2 separate regions of the Mus musculus genome follow, and region 2 is linked to region 1. A link is a contact called in public Hi-C data. All regions are on one chromosome and are shown on one strand. Each heading gives the region's core, a stretch centred on a gene start, on an enhancer-like site or on the middle of the called end of the contact. The rest is flanking DNA. Distances are from core to core; before and after follow the strand shown.

The links. Hi-C and Micro-C count contacts between places; a contact is called where the count stands out from the background.
Region 2: a Hi-C map of bone marrow-derived macrophages shows a contact between it and region 1, with 40 read pairs. The contact joins two enhancer-like sites. A contact is called at or near these places in 3 of 39 promoter capture datasets (the 3T3-L1 cell line, the C10 cell line and hippocampal neurons), 1 of 15 datasets of contacts at CTCF or cohesin (hippocampal excitatory neurons), 29 of 484 Hi-C or Micro-C datasets (the 3T3-L1 cell line, 3T3-L1-derived adipocytes, the AML12 cell line and 19 more) and 2 of 115 datasets of contacts at active chromatin or transcription factors (cardiomyocytes and embryonic stem cells).

What each region holds. Positions count from the first base shown.
Region 1 is chr9:71,660,700-71,665,311 of GRCm38.p6, reverse strand. All of the region lies in intron 8 of Cgnl1 (cingulin-like 1), which reads left to right. Among named protein-coding and RNA genes, the nearest start is that of Myzap, 71 kb to the right of the region's middle. Within about 2 kb of position 1,766, at least 78 of the 459 cell types and tissues checked have an H3K27ac peak or open chromatin away from gene starts, as enhancers often do. A contact at or near this core is called in the AML12 cell line, bone marrow-derived macrophages, embryonic fibroblasts and 1 more, where this site is marked.
Region 2 is chr9:71,803,308-71,807,945 of GRCm38.p6, reverse strand. It overlaps a transcript of Cgnl1 not described here. Among named protein-coding and RNA genes, the nearest start is that of Cgnl1, 34 kb to the right of the region's middle. Within about 2 kb of position 2,100, at least 55 of the 459 cell types and tissues checked have an H3K27ac peak or open chromatin away from gene starts, as enhancers often do. A contact at or near this core is called in the AML12 cell line, bone marrow-derived macrophages, embryonic fibroblasts and 1 more, where this site is marked.

The sequences.
Region 1 (4,612 bases), core at 517-3,016:
TGTGGGGAAACGACCACTTGGGCAACAAGCACACAGAATTTGAATACAGTTTTCTGGAAGCTTTGTCTATTTAGCCTGAGGGATAACGAATTAGTAAGAAGAAGAAGACAATGAGCTGGTGACTTCATTATAGCATTATATTGTAGCATCAAGAAGCTGCATGCTGTCTTCTGCTCTAGGTGTTGTGGCGAGGACTCTGAGACCTGGCGGCAGGTGGAAATGCCATGTGAGTGTCCTAGAAGGTCAAGTCCAGCTCTGTGATTGCCTAGTACTGCCTGCTTTCCTCAAGTTCCTTCCAGGCCCTTAGACTATTAGAACAGAAAGGACACAGAAACCAGCTGGACTGGCTGGCCTTGTATGCTACAAAGGAAGCTGATGTGAGTTCAAGACCTACCCAGAGTCATCATAAAAAGACTAGCAGGGTCTGGTCTGGAGGCCACAGCTGACACAAGGAAACTTCAGAAGAGGCTCAGGGATCTTGGCCTTGGAATCAACTCTCCCTTGTAACATCTGGGACTTCGCAAGCATAAAGGACTTGACCAGGTGATCTCAGGCCAAAGCGGGTCCCGGATCAGATAGAGTGCAGGAGAGGCCAGTGACATGGGCGTCACTAGCCTGACCCTGGACTTGTTAGAGACAGCGTCCAGGCCTCACTCTAGACCTTGAGACAGAGTGAGCATTCACCGGATGATTCTTATGCTCATGAGAGCTCAAACCACCACAAACTTCTGACAGTAAAATCTACAGAGAACTAGAAAAGGACTGGAGGGAGTCTTTTCATTCTCCAAGACAAGGTTTCTCTGTGTAGCCTTGGCTGTCCTGGAACTCATTCTGTAGACAGAGATCTGCCCGCCTCTGTCTCCTGAGTGCTGGGATTAAAGGAGGGTGCCACCACCTGCCCGGCCTAATACAGGCTTTTTAAAATTACTAAATAGCTCACCATCATTTGGGTGAGTGGGGGAGCCTGAAGACAGTATAAGGGGTGTGACTTCCTACATCTTAGCGTGAGCAAGGAATTTATTATCACTGGTCCAGGCTGTCATTGGGCCAAGGAGAACAACTATACATTTGTGTTGTGGAGAGAGAGCAGCCTTCCAGCAGGTAAGCTGAGCTGGGGTGGGGGTGGGAATGGGGCACCTCTTAGCCCAGCTCCTGCAGCCTTAACACACTGGAGTGTGGAGTGGCCAGTGGCACGGAACTGACAAGCCAGCATTCTGTCCCCTGGCCTCCAGGCCTCCACGCCTCAGCTGTTTGCCCTCATTCAGCAGAAAAGGGAGACGGGAAGGAAGCAAAAGCTGGCTATGGCAGGGGCCTTGTTAATTAGTAAAGCCCGAAAGGTCTGTGTATTGGTTCTGCACTGGGACAAGCCCAGAGGCCCTGGCCATCTGTCTGTTGGCCATGAGGAGTGTGGTGTGGTACCTGAGCTCTGAAAGGAAAGGGTAGCCAGCCCCTCAACGAAGCAGAACATTCCAGATGTAGCCATTGGTGTGCTGTACTAGAGCTTTGTGCTTGTCTTAAGTGGATGAGTCATCCTGTCCCAGAAGCTAGTGAGAAGATCCTGAAGTGTGGAGTAACTCAAGTGGCACTTGCCAGCAGTCATTATTTGCAACTCTCGGTGACATCAGACAAAGACTGGGGTTTGGTCTTTCTGTGTCACAGTAATTGCACACCTCCCCCAACTCTCTGCCCCTCACCCCTGCTACCGCCTTTTAAATGAGTAACTAGAGCACGTGGTTGAGTGTGAAGGAGTTTAAAGGCAGTGTAAATTCAGCAGCTCAGCACATTCAAATATGTTGTTTGCCCTTAGTCACCGTTAGTTCACCAGACGCACACACTGGCCTAGGTGTTTAATGAATGAACCAGCCGGGAAGCCTGACTTGCCCTTTAAATACCTTAGGCTCATCTCTGCACAGCACCAGTTGCTCTGGAAAGTCGAGGCTCTCCATCATCTCTTCCAAGAAGTGTAGGTTTCGGGGCTGGAGAAATGGCTCAGAGGTTAAGAGTGCTTGCGCTCTCCCAGAGGACCAGAGCTCTGTTCTGAGCACTGACACTGGGCCATTCGCAAATGCTTATGAGTGTAGCTCTGAGGTGGCTCTCGACCTTCCTAAGGCTTCAAACCTTCAATAGAGTCCCTTTGCTTTTGTTGCTACTTCACTACTGCAATCTTGCTACTGTTATGAACCACAGTGAAAATAGCTGAGATGTGATCCCCAAAGGGATGGTGACCCACAGGTTGAGAACCGCTGCTCTAAGGAGTCTGTCTACACTAACGAGGGTGCAGGAGCATTTGCACACACTCACACACATACACAATTTTTTTTAATTAGATATTTTCTTCATTTACATTTCAAATGCTATCCTGAAAGTTCCCTATTCCCTCCCCCCACCCTGCTCACCAACCCACTCACTCCCACTTCCTGGGCCTGGCGTTCCCCTGTACTGGGGCATACAATCTTTGCACGACCAAGGGCCTCTCCTCTCAATGATAGCCGACTAGGCCATCCTCTGCTACATATGCAGCTAGAGACACGAGCTCAGGGGGTACTGGTTAGTTCATATTGTTGTTCCACCTATAGGGTTGCAGACCCCTTTAGCTCCTTGGGTACTTTCTCTAGCTCCTCCATTGGGGTCCCTGCGATCCATCCAATAGCTGACTGTGAGCATCCACTTCTGTGTTTGCTAGGCCCCGGCATAGTCTCACAAGAGACAGCTATATCAGGGTCATGTTAGCAAAATCTTGCTGTCATATGTAATAGTGTCTGTGTTTGGTAGCTGATTATGGTATGGATCCCCAGGTGGAGCAGTCTCTGGATGGTCCTTCCATCTCAGCTCCAAACTTTGTCTCCGTAACTCCTTCCATTGGGTATTTTGTTCCCCATTCTAAGGAGGAAGGAAGTATCCACACTTTGGTCTTCCTTCTTCTTGAGTTTTATGTGTTTTGCAAATTGTATCTTGGGTATTCTCAACTGAGGGATACTGAATGGCTGAGAAGCACCTCAAGTCCAAGCTGCATTCCCTAAGACACTGTTCCCACCACAGTAGCCATTTTAAGCCAATCTTCTTTTAACACACGGGTAGTTTCTGTTGCTTTTTGCAGCAGAACCTAAGGTGGAAGATCTGGGAAGGCACTGAGGTACTGGAGGATGCTGCAGCATTCCCTGGGGAGTTCTCCCTCTCCCTCTCCCTCTCCCTCTCCCTCTCCCTCTCCCTCTCCCTCTCCCTCTCCCTCTCCCTCCCCCTCCCCCTCCCCCTCCCCCTCCCCCTCCCCCTCCCCCCCCCCTCTTTTAATGTAGGTTTGAACCCAGATGGTTCAGTGGGTAGGGTCCTTGCCCTCAAGACTTAAGAACCTGAATTTAATCCCCAGAGCTCACGTGGTGGAAAGAGAGTACTGATTCCTGTTAGTTGTCTCCTCGTTTCTGCACACACGCCATGGTGCATGCACAACACCAACACACACGATAACAAATGAATGAATGAATGAATGAATGAATGAATGAATGTAAAAAATGTGTAGGTTTTGATTTGTGGCTGGTGAAATGGGCAGGTATGGCTTAAAGCATGCAGTGGTAAGCTGAGTGAACGTCCTCTCTCTGGGGAGACATATGTTGGACTGCTAATAAGAACACCCATTGTGGGAGCCGGGATTTCACTCGGCTGCTGTCTGCAGCAGTGTGTGAATGAAGCAGCAAGCCCTGCCCCATGTACAGATGAGGAAGTGGAGGCTGTGGGAAGAATGGAGAACACCCTGGAGTTCAGTTGACCCTTCTCTCATGCCTCGTTCTACCCTGTCAGGCATTTCCCCAAGCAAAGTTGGGAATACCACTCTGCAGAGTTCCTATGCAGAATGAATGAAGAAGAGGGAGTCTGGCAAGGATCCTAAGGCTAGTGTTGAACCTTCCTTGGATGCCAAATGTGCGTGATCATTAATATAAAAGGCTGGGGAGATGATTTGCCTGGCAAAGACTGGATATGAGTTTGATTCACAGAATCGATGTGAAAAATCTGGCTGTGGCGTCAGGTACTAAAATCCTAGTGCCTGGGAGATGGAGACAGAGGGACGGCTCTCTGGGGACTGGCTGGCCGCAACTCTAGCCTACTCTTGAGTTCTGGGATAATATGAGACTCTGTCAAAAGAGAGAGGGCAGGGGAGAGGGAAAGGAAGAGGGAGAGAAAAAGAGAAACAAAGAAAGAAACAAAGAGGTAAGGGAAGGAAGGAAGAAAAGAAGGAAGGTGACCGAGGAATGACTACTCTGACTTCCACATGTGCCAATACATGCACTCCTCCATCCCCCTCCCCCATCAAGTGACACAGCATAAAGTTAAAATGTTACACTGGGAAAGGCAAGATCTGTAAAGGAGAAATCCAAGCCTAAGAGCTATTACCCACAACCCCCCCCCCCCCCCGGGCTTCCTCTGTCTCCCCACAATGGGTTTCTCCACCTCAGGATTGGCTGGTATAAACGCTGTAGGTCGACCATCATTGCAATTGCAAGATGTTGGGCTGCCTGCGCCTGTTTGCCTCCTAACCATTGTTGAGAAGGAATTGCTTCACACGTAAACCCGCATGAGAGCGCTGCATACACTTTGTTTGTACAGCTGCTGCTGGCCTCTA
Region 2 (4,638 bases), core at 851-3,350, 140 kb before region 1:
TGACCTCACCCCTGCCCGGGAGGGACCAAAACTCACACATCCCACTTAGGGAAGAGGGGACCACTGAGCCTGCTGCAGGGGCTAGTCACCAAGGTGTGGGGATCTAGGACAGCCAAGCTTGTGTCAGAGATCAGGTATTGTGCTTGTCAGTGTGTGTGAGACGGCAAGAGTCCCACAAGAGAGCTGTGGTTATTTTTACTGCACACAAGCCGACCGGGGGCTGAGATGCTGGGCTAAGATACCTTTCCTAAGTCCTGTAAATAACAACAGGCCATCAAAATGGGATTTGAGCCCAAATCTTTTCGTCTTAAGTCTAGTGTTCACTCCATAACACATTTGTGGAAGGTACCAAGGCGCTTCAGTGTTTACGGAGATGAAAGCCTTTCATTTGAAATTTCTTTTCTTTTAAAGTTGTATTTGTTCATTGAAAACTCACAATTTGTTCTGCTCATGGTTTCCCCTCCAGCATCTCCCCCTCCCCCAGCATCTCCCCCTCCCCCAGCACCTCCCCCCCCCCCCGCATCCTCCTTCACTCCCCACTCCTCCATCTCCGAGCCTTCATTATCTTTGTTTTTATAAAACAAATACACATAAAAAGAAAAAAGAACAAATAAGCTGAGCAGTGGTGGCACATGCCTTTAATCCCAGCACTTGGGAGGCAGAGGTAGGCGGATTTCTGAGTTAGAGGTCAGCCTGGTCTACAGAGTGAGTTCCAGGACAGCCAGGGCTATACAGAGAAACCCTGTCTTGAAAAAACTAAAATACACACACACACACACACACACACACACACAAATATATATATATATATATATATATATATATATACACATATGTATGCATATATATATGCACAGAAACAGAATCATACACAATAAAAAGACAAAACTGAAAAAAATGTAGTATGCAAGCAGTAACACGTACACATAAACATGTGCACACACGTGTGCACACACAAACAGGCCCAAATTAAGAAATATGAACCAAAAAAGCCTATAATAATGCTGTTGAGTTCATTTCCTGTTGGTCATCACTGCTGGACACTAACAGAGTCTGTTATTAGCTGTAGTTAATATACTCAGTGAGACTAAATTGGAGAAATTCATTTTTTCCTGTTGTTCATTGGAAATAACCTCTTTGTTAGGAAGGGAAGCTCATGTCCACTTCCCCATTTCAGTGCTATGAACCTGTCTGCTGAAACACATATGAACTCACAGAAACTATGGCAGTACATACAGGGCCTGCACAGGTTTAAAGCAGTTTAACAGTGTCTTCAGAAACTCAAGTCCCTGGAGGAGTTACTCCATACATTACCACCAGGTGGTGCCACCACACAACGGCTGACTCTCCCAAGGGGTCAAGGCTGTATAGAATGGTCAGAAGAGTTAACTGAGCCTGCCTGGATCCACACTGGCTTGACCATGAAGTGCTGACCCGATTTGATAATAAGGGACAAGAGCCAGTCCACTTACTAACCCATCTAGTTGACAAAGATTTCTTTATGTCTAGTAACTATTTTCCTTGTTAGAGACCTGAATCTGTCTCTGAATGTATTATCTTTGTCCGGAGGCACAGGTACAGAACAGGGGTCTTTCACAAAGCCCACCTCCACTCCCCATCATATCCTGAGATGGCTGTCAATCAGGGCTGGAGATGGAAGATCAGAGGTCATATCTAGGCCAGCCAGGCAGCTTTAAACAGTGCAGCACCCTTTGCCTGTATTTATGTCATCTGTGTCAAGGGCTTGGAGAGCTGTGGAGTTGGAGAACTGGAAGGGAAAAGAGACTGGCTGGCTGTCTCACACAGGTGGGACAGGAAGCCTTCTTCACTGGCCACATGGTTCTAGGATTCTGGAAGCTCCTAGGGTGACATGCAAGGACAGGAGCCTGAGACCCAGGCAAGTCACCAGGCTGGCTCTGGCCTAGCCTTAGATGTGCCCATTATTCAGGAGGCCTGCTATGGAAAAGAAGCAGGAAGTCAAAACAGCAAGGAGTAGCTGTCCTGCTTGTCCCAGCACCGTGGGACTATCTACCTCTAGTGTGAGCTGCCCGGAACTTCTTTAGGGAGCAGGCCATGAGTCACTGAGGCGTCACTGGTCTCAGACTCCTGGTTCCTGTTACATGAGGAGGAAGTCTGACTGATGTCAAAGGGTCAGGAGAGGGGTCAGGGACTCTCAGGGTCCAGGTGACGAAGCAGTGTAGTGTTGCAGGCAGTTCACCCTGAGGGGGGACTTCCAGGGACACCAAGGGGCATGGCTTCCTACCCAGGCCAGGCAGCCGCACCCTGGCATGACTGAGGGTGGAGAGGGCACACAGTGAGAGAAGCAGTCTGTCCTCTTTCCCCTTGTCCAGTCCCCCCTCCTCACTCTGCTCTCTCCATCCCTGCTTTCAGCTCTGTGAGGGAGGACCCAGCTCTCCACCAGCACTTGGTCGCTTTCCTTTGCTCCAAAGTTTCAACCAGCCTTAGCATAACAGAAGCTGTTAATAGCAGGGAAAATGAGACGCTTGGAAAGGCTCTGGGCTGTGTGAAAACAATACAAAGTGCCACCCTGAGCTTTGTGGATTATAGTTTAAGAGATGCTTCCAAGAGCATACACCTGTCATCCCAGTGTCTGGGAGGCAGAGTCAGGAGGACCCATAGTGGACTGGAGAGCAAAGCTGTCTCAAAACAAGCAGCCACAGAACCAAAGAGATACCTTTAAAAAAGAACTATCTTATGATAGTAAGTAGCCATCTGTGAAGTACCATTTCATTTCTTAAAATCAGTGTATTGTGTGTGTGAGTCTCTCTCTCTCTGTGTGTGTGTGTGTGTGAGTGTGTGTGAGTCTCTCTCTTTCTGTATGTGTGTGTGTGTGTGTGTGTGTGTGTGAGTCTCTCTCTCTCTGTGTATGTGTGTGTGTGTGAGTGTTTCTCTGTGTATGTGTGTGAGAGTGTGTGTGTAGGGGGGAGGTCTGGCCTGGAGGAGCTGAAGTTACACTCGGTATGGGTTCTGAACGACCAAACTCAAGTCCTCTGCAAGAGCAGTATGTTCTCCTAACAGCTGAACCATCTCTATAATCCAAGAACTTAATAAAATGCTGCTTTTTTTAAAAATGCCATGGGGCTGGAGAGATGGCTCAGAGAGCACTGGCTGCTCTTCCAGCGGACCGAAGTTTAATTCCTAGCACCCACATGGCAGCTCTCAGCTGTCTAAAACTCTAGTTCTAGGTGGAATCTGATGTTCTCACACAGACATATGTGCAGGCAAAACATCGATGCAGAGCAAAACAGAATTGCATTAAAGAACTATTGCTGTGTTCAGGAAAAAAAATCCCCTTCTATGCAACACCTTATGCAGATGCCTAGAGCATCATGGACACAGATATTACAGTAAACCCCACAGGCAGACCTCTGTGCATACAGAAATGCTGTTGTTGTTGTTGTTGTTATTGTTGCTGCTGCTGCTGCTGTTAAAACTTAGCTGGGATTTAAAGGGATTTGAGTGTTTGTAACTCTTTGGTACAGTGGTAACAACCCGAAGCCCCTTCATATTTCATTTCTAAATTCCAGTCTGTAGAAATGATGTCAGTCCTCAGGTATTATGGTATGTGCCCTTCCACCTTTTACCGACCAAGTCCTGACCCTGGTGTCTTGGAATGCGACTGCACATAGTCCTTTAAAGAGGTCATTACTGACGAAATGAAGTCATATGCGTGGGCTCTAATTCAACAAGCCTGATGACCTTTTAAAAAGAGATTAGGGGACAACTCTCGTGTGAGCCCCCCCCCCCACACACACACAGAGAGAGAGAGAGAGAGAGAGAGAGAGAGAGAGAGAGACTTTTGTCTAAAGGCACACACAAGCACACACACAGGGATAGAGAGATAGAGAGGGAGAGAGAAAGAGAAAAAGAAAGAGAGACTCTATGGAAAGAAACAGGGAAAATAAGCCAACTTTAAGCCACAGCAAGAGGCCTTAGAACAAGCTACCCTTGCTGATTCTGAGTCTCGGATTTGTGGCCTCCAGTGATGTTTACCAGCTATCTCCCAACCCAGGTCCTTTATGGCAGAGGAATAGGGACAGAGGAGATGCAAACAGTGTGTCTGCTCCTGTCTCCTTTCAAACAGATGTTTGCACCGAAAGAGTTGATGGATGTTCAGACTCCACACACATTCTTTCTATGCTTCTGTATGTGGCCTCAAAGTGACAGTCTCCCTTCTGAGAGCCTCCTGTTTTAGTAATGGCATAAGCTAGACATGCAGAACCCAGGTGGGGCCTTAGCTGGGGTAGATGGAGAGAGAGGTGCAGCCTCCGGGCCTAGGGCCTTAGCTGGGGAAGATAGATGGAGAGAGAGGTGCAGCCTCCGAGCCTAGCTGAGCTCCAAACAAGTGTGAGGACCGGGTGGAGGTGGCCGGGAGTGGAGAGACTTGGATCACCCCAGCCAGATGCTGAGGTGACCTCCCGGAGTTCTGTGGCAGCAGTGGGCTGGATGAGGACCCTCAGCCGGAAAACCCCTGTAGGAGGGGAAAACTGCTGAGTGGAGACAGTAGAAGTCTTCCTCTGGGGTTTGCCCTGGAGATCATGGCTTACCTTTTATCCCAGCACTCGGGAGGCAGACACAGGAGGATGTGTGTGAGTTTGTACATTGTATCCAGGTCCT